Linked DNA regions of Zea mays: region 2 is linked to region 1. A link is a contact called in public Hi-C data. All regions are on one chromosome and are shown on one strand. Each heading gives the region's core, a stretch centred on a gene start, on an enhancer-like site or on the middle of the called end of the contact. The rest is flanking DNA. Distances are from core to core; before and after follow the strand shown.

Region 1 (5,205 bases), core at 2,318-4,817:
TTGAAGTTGTAGTACACTCAAGCTATCTCTGCATGAAAATGCTCAAACATAGTGGGGTCGTCTCGATCTTCAATGATACTTGTGTTTATCTTCAATGCTACTCATATATCAAATCATACTTGTGTTTATGTTCGACATATTATGCATATGCTAGATTGTAAAGCTCCATACACTCATATATCAACATCTTCAGACGAGGGAAGAATATAACTCTTAACATATTTGCTCTGTTGTGTTTCTTTCATGAATCTCAACAGCCCTCCAAAAATGCCTGTTTGAAAACCACAAAACTAGAGGGGATTAAAATGCTAAAATCCCTTATTCAAAATTAAATAAGCAGGGGATTTTAGCCCCTTATTTTTTTTCCTCCCAAATATGTTGCGGCCAACAGATCTCATCATACAGAAGCAGCGCGTCTCCAAAACCAAAACTCCAAAATTCGAATTTGCTTACAAGTTTGGTTCACTGAAGCCCAAAAAAAAAAAAACTTCGGAGACAAGTATGTTTACAGCCGAAGTAGCTTATGAAACTGCCGATGGGTGACCAACTCAGTGAATTCCTAGCTAAAATCAAGCGTAACACATTTTCCAATGTTGGAACAAATTCTCACAGCACCCCGAACCAACCAGGCAGTTTGTCGTTGGAACTAATCAAGTGTAACAGCACAGGGAGGATCTAATCATCATAATCCAAGCCATCTTCGTCGTCTAGCTCGGAACTATCAACCCCACCCATCAGCGAAAGGAACACAAGAACTGCAACGAGTTGTGTGGCCAGGAAATACTTTGCTCTTCGCCTGAATTTCTTTTCCTCCTCCGTCCGTTCCTTCTTGGCTCTGGGTTTTGGCTTATAACCTACAGAGCACATCATTATAAGAACATAAAGCAACAACTAGATGTCTGAAAACTGTTGCAAGAATAAGCAAAACATGACCACCGAGACAACAGGTAAAAGAGACAGTGAAGTTCAAGAACCTGTTAAACCATCTTTATCAATTTTATTTTCTTATTAATCCATTTTACTTCTTTAAAAAAAAGTACCGTAGCCCCCTTAGACTGGCCAAATCATACCAAACAATAAACAAATCATATAAAATCATTTTTTGCGAGAAAACCCCGCATGATTATTCTGTCTAGGAGCACCATATGCTATCTATGCATATATTGATTTTCCACTCTATCCTAATTAAATCAGTGTTTGACACAGTTTCTTCCATGACAGCATTGTGATGCAATGAAAGGAAGCAACATACAGCTTGAGCTATCACTGATCCAGGATTACATAAAGGATCCGTCCACTAAAAACATTATTAGCACAGTTACCACCTCACTTTGTAATGAAATGCAGTTTTATGTCCTAGACTCGTGGTTACTACAAGGAAGGTTGTCTTTCATGTTTACGTCCTAGACTCTTAGTTACTACAAGGGTAAGTCAATCATGCACAAATGTGAAAGAGTTAACTTCAGAAAACTAGAGTTATATATGCACCTAACTATCAAGGAACTACAGCTTTTGAGACCAGTTTCACAGAAGTTGTAGTTCCTTGACATTTACCTGCAAATAATTACAGTTTTGTGAAACAGTTAATGATCGCCAACGAGTAAACTGCAGACTGCAGAATTGCAGGTTGAATTGAGTAAATAGTCCATTAAATGAATATGATGGTGAATTGGTGATTGGCAATAGCACATACATAACAAATAACTAACACAAGCTGATCACAGACTCTTCATTTAACATGACATTTTGAGTAATGCATCCTTGTATTAAATTTGTTGAACAGGATAAATCATATTTATAAGCTGGAAGGTCTGCCAGGTAGAGAAAAATGACATCATTCAAATGTTCCTGACAACAGTTTATCCAACCAAGTATAGATGCTACAACTAGCAAATTCTGAATTTTGAGTAGCAGGGTAATGCGGACTGTTTTGCTTACTGTGGTCAGCAGATGGTCTTCTCCTGGGGGTGGATGATGACGGGCTAGGTGATGATCCTAACCCTGACGATGACGATGATGAGGTTTCCAGCAACTGGACCTTGTGATGCTCAGCAAAGCTAACCAAGTTGTCATGCTTCTGCAATGTGCCCCTCAGCACAGATGTATCCTAAGGCAGGAGTAAGATCAGTACATGCCCTGAAACTAACTATATACAAATAATTTGAGGATGCTTTGGATCATTTGCTTGACAGATTTAGGGTTAGGGCTAGGAAACTCTTAATTAATAGCATAGAAAAACTCAATCCCAATACTACTAACATAAGAAGCATTATAAAGATGTGAACCTGCACTATAATCAATTTTGTATGCTACTTGATAGTTACTACTAACAGGAAACGGCGCTTTCATGAGAATGTGCAAGTGCAATCAGGCATCTGTGCTTCAATCATTTTTCAATGCAACTAAATCCCCATTCAGGTTACACAACTAACTATAGAGGGAAACTTACAGGCAACGCACTGAGGACAAAAAGAGCATGTCCAAGGAAAAGAGCATCAACATCTGTAGGGCTTCATAAATAGAAATTAAGAAATATCAGTGCTCCAAATTTGGCGTAGCAGAACAAAAATATAAGTGTCAGCAAGCATAAAAACCTAACACAAAGTACAGAGAAATATGCTGGATACAAGTTAATTGAAGTGTACCTATTATCAAATAGAAAGACTTGATCCCCTAATCTGAAAGACAATGAGTCATAAGCAGCACTTGCCTTCAGGTATATCTGTTTAAATAGAAAATTGCATTACAAGCTACTAATGTGTCAACCAAAAAACAAAAAAAGGCTAGGACAATAATAGGTAGGGAGTAGCAAACCTCCTCTTCTTTTTCTGCAGCATTGAGCTTTGTTATACCAAGTAGCTGCTTCACATGTCTAGTTTTATTCCAATGGAGTATCTTTCCAATGGGCCAAGGGAGATCAGAGAAGTAGATATCATTTGCAATGCTTCCAGCACTAACCACCCAGAGTTCATACAGCAAAGCATTAGCAAGCCAGGACGAAACCATGGCCTTTGTATCTAGCACAGTGGTGGATGAAATATTTGGGTGATTTGAGTTCAAGTCAGCAATTTTCTCATCCTTGAGATACTCAATTACGCCTCCTTTCTCGTTGTTGAAAGCCACGCAATCCCCAAATTCAACATATGGTATGTGATCTGTGCAACAACAAAAAAAACCGGTGTGAGAGCAAAGCAACCTTCTCCCTTCTCGCTCTAGCTCAACCCACATATAGGTCCCAGCACATCAATGCAGCGACCTTGCCACATATATCTAGCAGTTTTGTACTTTTGATCATCTACCCGGACAAGCGGAGACGCCAGCAGCAAAGAGCATAGCGGATCTAAGTAGATACAGGATAATATGATAAGACTACGCATGAGCGCGGGGAGCTCACCGGCATCGGGGAAGGAGGTGTCGACGTGGATGTCGAAGGGAACCTGCGCCATGCGGAGGTAGAGGAGCACGGGGAGGCAGGTTGGGCAGGCCGTAGGTAGCCCGAAGCAGGGCTTGCGCGCCACCAGCACCTTCCGCGCCGCCGCCTCCCACTCCACGGCCGCCGCCGATGCCATCGCCGAGGTGAGCTGGGTGGGGGTTTGCCTTGCGCAAAGGGGTTCTTTTCTATTCATATGGAGAGCGTAAAGGGTTTCTCGTGCTCCCTAAAAACTCAGGTGGGCTGAAAACCAGACCCGGCCCATCTAACATTGCACGCTTCCCCGTCCTCTATGCCGTGATTTTAGCACTTTTGAGTCGACTTCGTTCTTTTCGTGTTGAGTTTGGCCACGAGTTAGAAATCATGCCCTAAACCTAATCTGATCCACCGACGAATTAGATTAAATCAGAATTATTTTTTTAATGATTATTAGATCAGCTGATTCACAAATATATTTACAACAAGTAAAAACCACTTGATCCGTGCCTATTTGCTAGTGTTTGAGTTCAATGGACACAGCCCCAATGAACCCATATCGAATGGTGGCCTCCCCTAATCCGTGTCGAGCAGGTTACGCCAATGGAATCCTGACCTGTAATCATGTAATACTGTTTCATTTTGAGGTGACAAACATGGACTTACGCATACGAACAAATTTTTAGACCGTGTCTAGTAGAATGTGAAAATAAAGGGACATAATAAAATTGTAAATGACATTATTTAACGAGAAAAGTTTGAAAATAGACGATAAGACATGGATGTTAGAGATAGAGTCTGTTTAGTTCGTGACTACCTGTGTCACACTTTATCTAAAATTAGTCGTTAAAATTGAAAAACTAACATTAGCCAAAAAAAAATTAGGTAAATTGTAAGTCTTAGCCCGGCTGGAAACCACGAGAGATCCAACGGCCACAAAGCAAAAGCGGAGGGACCGACGGTTCGGATGGGCTAAACGCAGCGAGTCCGTCCCCTTTCTTCTCTCACAAGTAGATCTCGCGGTGTTAATCCTCCCGAGTCGCCTCCCCCTCAATTTCCACAAACGCAAGCCCCAATCTCGCCGTCACCACCCCCAATCCAGCAAACGCAAACCCCATCTCGCCGCCGCCGCCGCCGCGATGTCTCGCCGCTATGACAGCCGCACGACGATCTTCTCGCCGGAGGGGCGTCTCTACCAGGTGGAGTACGCGATGGAGGCGATCGGCAACGCCGGGTCAGCCCTCGGGATCCTAGCGGCCGACGGCGTGGTCCTCGTCGGCGAGAAGAAGGTGACCTCCAAGCTCCTCCAGACCTCGCGCTCCGCCGAGAAGATGTACAAGATCGACTCCCACCTGGCGTGCGCCGTGGCCGGGATCATGTCCGACGCCAACATCCTCATCAACACCGCCCGCCTCCACGCCCAACGCTACGCGCTCTCCTACCAGGAACCCATCCCCGTCGAGCAGCTCGTCCAGTCCCTCTGCGACACCAAGCAGGGATACACCCAGTTCGGAGGCCTCCGCCCCTTCGGGGTCTCCTTCCTATTCGCCGGGTGGGACAAGCACCACGGCTTCCAGCTCTACATGAGCGACCCATCCGGGAACTACGGCGGGTGGAAGGCCGCCGCTGTTGGGGCCAACAGCCAGGCCGCGCAGTCCATGCTCAAGCAGGACTACAAGGACGGCTTGACCCGCGAGGAGGCCGTCGCCCTCGCGCTTAAGGTCCTCAGCAAGACCATGGACTCCACCAGCCTGACTGCCGAGAAGCTGGAGCTGGCCGAGGTGTTTCTGCAGCCGGGC
Region 2 (4,956 bases), core at 2,370-4,869, 510 kb after region 1:
TCACAGGATCACACATAATGCGAAGGCCCTTGCTGGTTATAATAAGGCAAGTGGCCTCAACTCAAGAGTCATGCAAGTCTGTCGTCACGGATTTGATGAAGAATCATTATGGCCGGGTACTTTCTATTGTACCAATTCTACGTCAATGTTTTGTACCAGAAAGATGCATCGGCACCATGTGGACGTGTCCTATTTGCTCACCTGCACTTGGAGCTGCAGTTGCTTCAGATACTCAATGGCCTCGTCAAGCATGGATGCCTTGTCGGTCTGCACTCCCAAAAACCATCACAGCAGAAACACATTACGGTCAAGTCCAGGACTAACAACTGAACAACCTTTGCAAGCGAACGAGAGAGTGAGAAAGAGCTCTTGTCAGTTTCCACTCACCTTGTTGGAGTTGGGTATCAGGCTCTGCAGCGCTTTCATCTTCTCGTTGATCTTGCTCCTCCTCCTCTGCGCCAAAAAAACATAAAAACCCAAACAACGATCTTTACTCTTCAGCGCGGGGAGAAAGAACTCGGATTTCAAGAAATGACAACGGCACCACCTTCTCGGAGAGGTTGTGCACCTCGGCAGCGCGGCTCCGCTTGCCGCCGCCGCCGCCGGACCCCCCGCGCGTCCGCTCCGGCGGTGGCTCGGGCTCCGACCCGCCCGCGTCGCTGTCCCCGAGCCCGCCGGCGTCCTCCCCGTAGTCCACCTGCTGGCCGTGGCCCAGCGCTGCCGGGAACGCCGCCACCCCGCCGAACATCTGGCGCCGCACCTCATCCTCCTCCTCCAGCTGCCGCCGTTGCTGTTGAAGCTGCTGGTGCTGCAAGAGCGCCATCGCCTCCCGCCCGTGCCCCTGCACGGCCCCGCGGCCCCCGCCGAGACCACCGAGCCCCTGCTCGTTCATCTCGTCCGCGCCTCACCACACAGCCTCGCGGGAGGCGAGAGAGCTCCGGGCTCCGATGGGACTCGGGAGAGAAGGCGAAGGGGGGGACTAGGAGGCGAGGTGGGTTTGGGGTGGAGGCGCGGCCGCTCCCTTCTTTTTAGTGTTTGCGCCCATGCCGTGCTGCTGCGGCCTGCGGTGCTGCCGCTGAGCGGAGCCGAGCTAGGTGGGTGGCCGGTTGCTTGCCCGCGGCCGCGCACTCGCCCGCTTTGGGCTTGTTTTTTCCTGGACTTTTTACGGGGTTTTGGCGGTTTCCCCCGGGCGCGGCTGTGCTGCAGCGGACGGATTCCGCCCCGGCTCCTCGGTGTCAGCTAGCCAGCCAGCGCCTTGCGGTTCGTGCAGAGCGGGTGTGCATTTATGTTGCCTTTCAGTTGTGTGTGGGTTTGGGTTTCTCAGTTCAACGATCGGCGCTGCGGGTTTGGCCCCGTTTGTTTTAGTTTTTCTCTTTTCTGAGCCTGTCTTCACTGATTACCAAATATTTAGCTTTTCAGCTAGTTTTATATAAAATAAAAGTCATCCAAAATCTGAAATATGTAATCAGTCGAGTCCTCGCGATATTAGAAATCCGCCAGTTTCTATATCATAAAACCTATGGATCTTTTATCTTCAGCCGCATATAATCCCTACAATACTTAAATTCTTCTAACAACCAGATTTTTTAAAAAACTAATTGAAAAAATCTGAAATGAACAGGTGTGTGCGCTTGCCAATGGCAACACGACGGATTCGAGTCCAAACCTAAAACTCGAACGGAAATCCAAAACCACCCTAAATACTAAATTAGGTGATAATTCAAATTCAGAACAAAATTTGACGAGTCCTCAAAACCTAAATACTACCTTTGTTCGTAAATATATGTCGTTTAACGTTTGACTTTTTTAGTCTCGACTTTGACCACTTGTCTTGATTTTTAAAAAATCCAAAATAATTTATAGCTACATTTAAGGCTTATTATATACTAAACCAAGATGCAGTGAAAATCAATAAAATTTCTAGACTTTTTTAATAACACAATTGGTCAAAATTAAGACAAAAAAGTCAAATGTCATAGTAGTTATTTAAAACCTAAGATCCATCGCTGCGTGGCAATACCGGAAAACAATACAAACATTCTACGAGCACATATATGATATATATTCCATACTCACATATACACATAAAAGATACTCACATATACACATAAAAGGTGAAAAAAAAACATCAAGCAAATTCATGACTTAACTATTTCGAACCTTCACCGGACATCGGGACATCAATGGGTAAAAATTGTAAACCAAAATTGAAACCGATAAGTTTCTAATCCCAAACCCAAAAAACATTGGAGAAAAATCGAATCTAACCTGAACACGCTAAACCCAAAATCTACGGAGCTGCGATCTCACACTGTTATGTGGTGTTGATTTAGTTACGAGCGTGTTCTACTTTACTCACTCCGTCTCAAATTAAATTTATTTTACCTTATTATTGAAGTCATACAATAATTAATATATATGTTATATATATGTTATTTGCAATCGTCTATATGAATATGGACATGAAAATCTATAGCTAAAACAACGAAGATACTATAATATATAGTGCATCGTATTAAAAAAACTTCCTTTTATTATTAAAGATGTGTTTAGGATTCACGCTCTTATGATATAGAATTATTAAAGAACAAACTTTTTTCAATCTTACCAACCAAACATTTAGATGGAGATTGAATTTCGGAAACTCTTCAAAGTGCTCTTAGCGACTCTAAAAGACCCTCTATATTCTTTTTAATTAATGTGAATAGAGATATTTGTAAAAGCATACAATTTAACATCTTATTTAAATGATTGTCTAAATATAGACATCTTCTATTTTTGGTTTATCGCTAGTCAAAAATAGAAAACGAAAATGACTCTATAGTGCAAACAGTATATAGAAAAGTGGTTGAAGACTGAAAAGATATATAAAGTGGGTTTATACAAACGACTCTCAAACGATAACTTAAAGGATGAAATTTAGAAAGACCCCTAGTTTTGTTTTAGCCTTTTCAGGTTTTGGCCACCATAAAATAATGCAGACTGCCAAATGTCTAATTTTTTAGTCAGTTTTTATGAGAATCACTTTAACAGAAAACTGTTCAAAATCAACGTGAACATAGAATAGACCGAGTCGTTGAGATAGTAGAAAACCATCAATTCCACATCTTAAACTATATGAACTCTTTTATATTTCTCTATATATAATCTTCACGATGCTCTGCCATCGGATTCTTCCTAACCAGATTCTCATAAAAATTTATTTAAAAAAGCTGAACTAAACAGACCCAACATGGGTGCGGATACGTCCACGTGAAGAAATACGATGATTATGATCAATGGTAAAATTATACCTTTATTATTATACTTTTGAAAAAAAAAGGAGCAAACACGTGAACTTCCAACAGCTTTGATGCATCATCCATGGAGCGGGCTGACGTCGACCCCCAAAACCAGCTCGACTGTAGTGCGGCGCCGCCTCTAATTTTCAACTAGAGCAGGCTGACGTCGGCCCAGCCCAAACCCAACTCGACCGAAGTATCCAAGCGCTACGCTAGTCCAAATTAAACGCAACAATCCCATAAACCACCGACTTCCAGGAGTACTTCCAGCGACCCAGCACCCCACCACAAAGGCACAAATCCACAATCCCCTCTTCGGTACCTTTCTCCGAGTCGTCTTCCCGTTGATCGGCAAAGAGACTTTAGGGTTTTAGCGGCTTCTATTTCTGAGCGAGGGTTTATCCGCCAGGGGCGGCGCGACGCGGCGGCAGTTGAGCTGGGATTTCCTTCCCATCCCGTTCCCTTCCAGGCGAGGCGATGGACGAGGCGGCGGTCGACGACCTCATCCGGCGGCTCCTCGAGGCCCGCGGCGGGCGCACCCCGCGCAACGCGCAGGTGACCGACGCTGAGATCCGGCGCCTCTGCGCCGCCGCCAAGGATGTGTTCCTCTCCCAGCCCAACCTCCTGGAGCTCGAGGCCCCCATCAAGATATGCGGTAAGAGCGCCATCCCGACAACCATGATACGTGACTAAGCATGTGCTAACCTGTTGGGGGCCTCGTCTTTTTCGTCTGTTCCGCGCAAACTTTTTTGACAGACGCAGCCGTATCGGGTTGTGCTTCTCTCGTGGCTTTTGTTATTGGGATGGCCTCGCCAAGATTAGTTGTTACTAGTAAATGATGAACGCCCTGCGCGCAATATCAAATACACGTTTGTGACCATAAATAGAAGCATGTTCTTTTTCGAGTATGCTGGTAATATAACTCTTGCAGAACTGTAGTAACAGTCAAAAAATAAGATCATAGAAAATTATGTTAACAGTGTTTGTAAACATTTATACATCTTAGGGTCAGGGTTTGGGACCGGAAAATGGGGATGCCGGTTGGGGTTTCTTTCTCCTCTTCTACTTGTTTTAATTGGGTAGGAACACAAATCCAATACTTGAGAAGGGCTTTACTCGGATTTGTCCCAAAATCGAAGGGAAATTAGCATCTAGGGTTAGGATCCGAGCCCAAAACCTTAGCTCTGGTACCACTGTTAGATTTTTACGACCTTAGTTTGTAACCCTAGCCACTAAAAACTGTACAATATAAGAGTATAGCTTTGGGATTGGGGTTAGATGCCATCAGGGTAGCAGTTCGAAGATCGGAGTCGATGACCAGACCTTCCCGTCACTACCTGCGTAGAGATTAGATCGGATCATGGTGTGTGTATGGCGAGAGGGGTACGACAAACGTTGGTTCACGTGCTTTTTGTGGTTGCCAAGTAAAAGTGAGGTAGTGATTTAGCGAAGAAAATAAGGGCATGTTTGGTTCGTTACCCCAATTGCCACACTTTGCCTAACTTTTCTGCCTAAGGTTAGTTATTCAATTCGAACGACTAACCTTAGGCAAAGTGGGGCACAGTTAGCCACAAACCAAACAAGCCCTAAATATCAGGGAGATTATGACTTGGAAGAAAAAATGTGGTGTTGTGAACACATAGTTTGTCTACCTTTATAGGTCACATATAGGAAC

The links. Hi-C and Micro-C count contacts between places; a contact is called where the count stands out from the background.
Region 2: a contact with region 1 is called in a Hi-C map of ear, with 2.3 times the contacts expected there. The contact joins the promoter of LOC100216757 here to the promoter of LOC100381687 in region 1. A contact is called at or near these places in 3 of 25 Hi-C or Micro-C datasets (bundle sheath, ear and endosperm).

What each region holds. Positions count from the first base shown.
Region 1 is chr9:17,619,257-17,624,461 of Zm-B73-REFERENCE-NAM-5.0, forward strand. It overlaps LOC100381687, which reads right to left and starts at 3,568. Exons shown (of 6, transcript NM_001351851.1): 1 at 3,395-3,568; 2 at 2,815-3,155; 3 at 2,646-2,722; 4 at 2,450-2,510; 5 at 1,939-2,107; 6 at 381-854. The coding sequence starts at 3,446. The coding sequence ends at 676. It overlaps LOC100193140 (proteasome subunit alpha type), which reads left to right and starts at 4,425. Exons shown (of 1, transcript NM_001138298.2): 1 at 4,425-5,205. The coding sequence starts at 4,546.
Region 2 is chr9:18,128,905-18,133,860 of Zm-B73-REFERENCE-NAM-5.0, forward strand. It overlaps LOC100216757 (putative serine/threonine protein phosphatase superfamily protein), which reads left to right and starts at 3,620. Exons shown (of 3, transcript NM_001143158.1): 1 at 3,620-3,936. The coding sequence starts at 3,759. LOC100193167 reads right to left here and starts at 989. Exons shown (of 7, transcript NM_001138322.1): 1 at 548-989; 2 at 388-453; 3 at 202-267. The coding sequence starts at 892.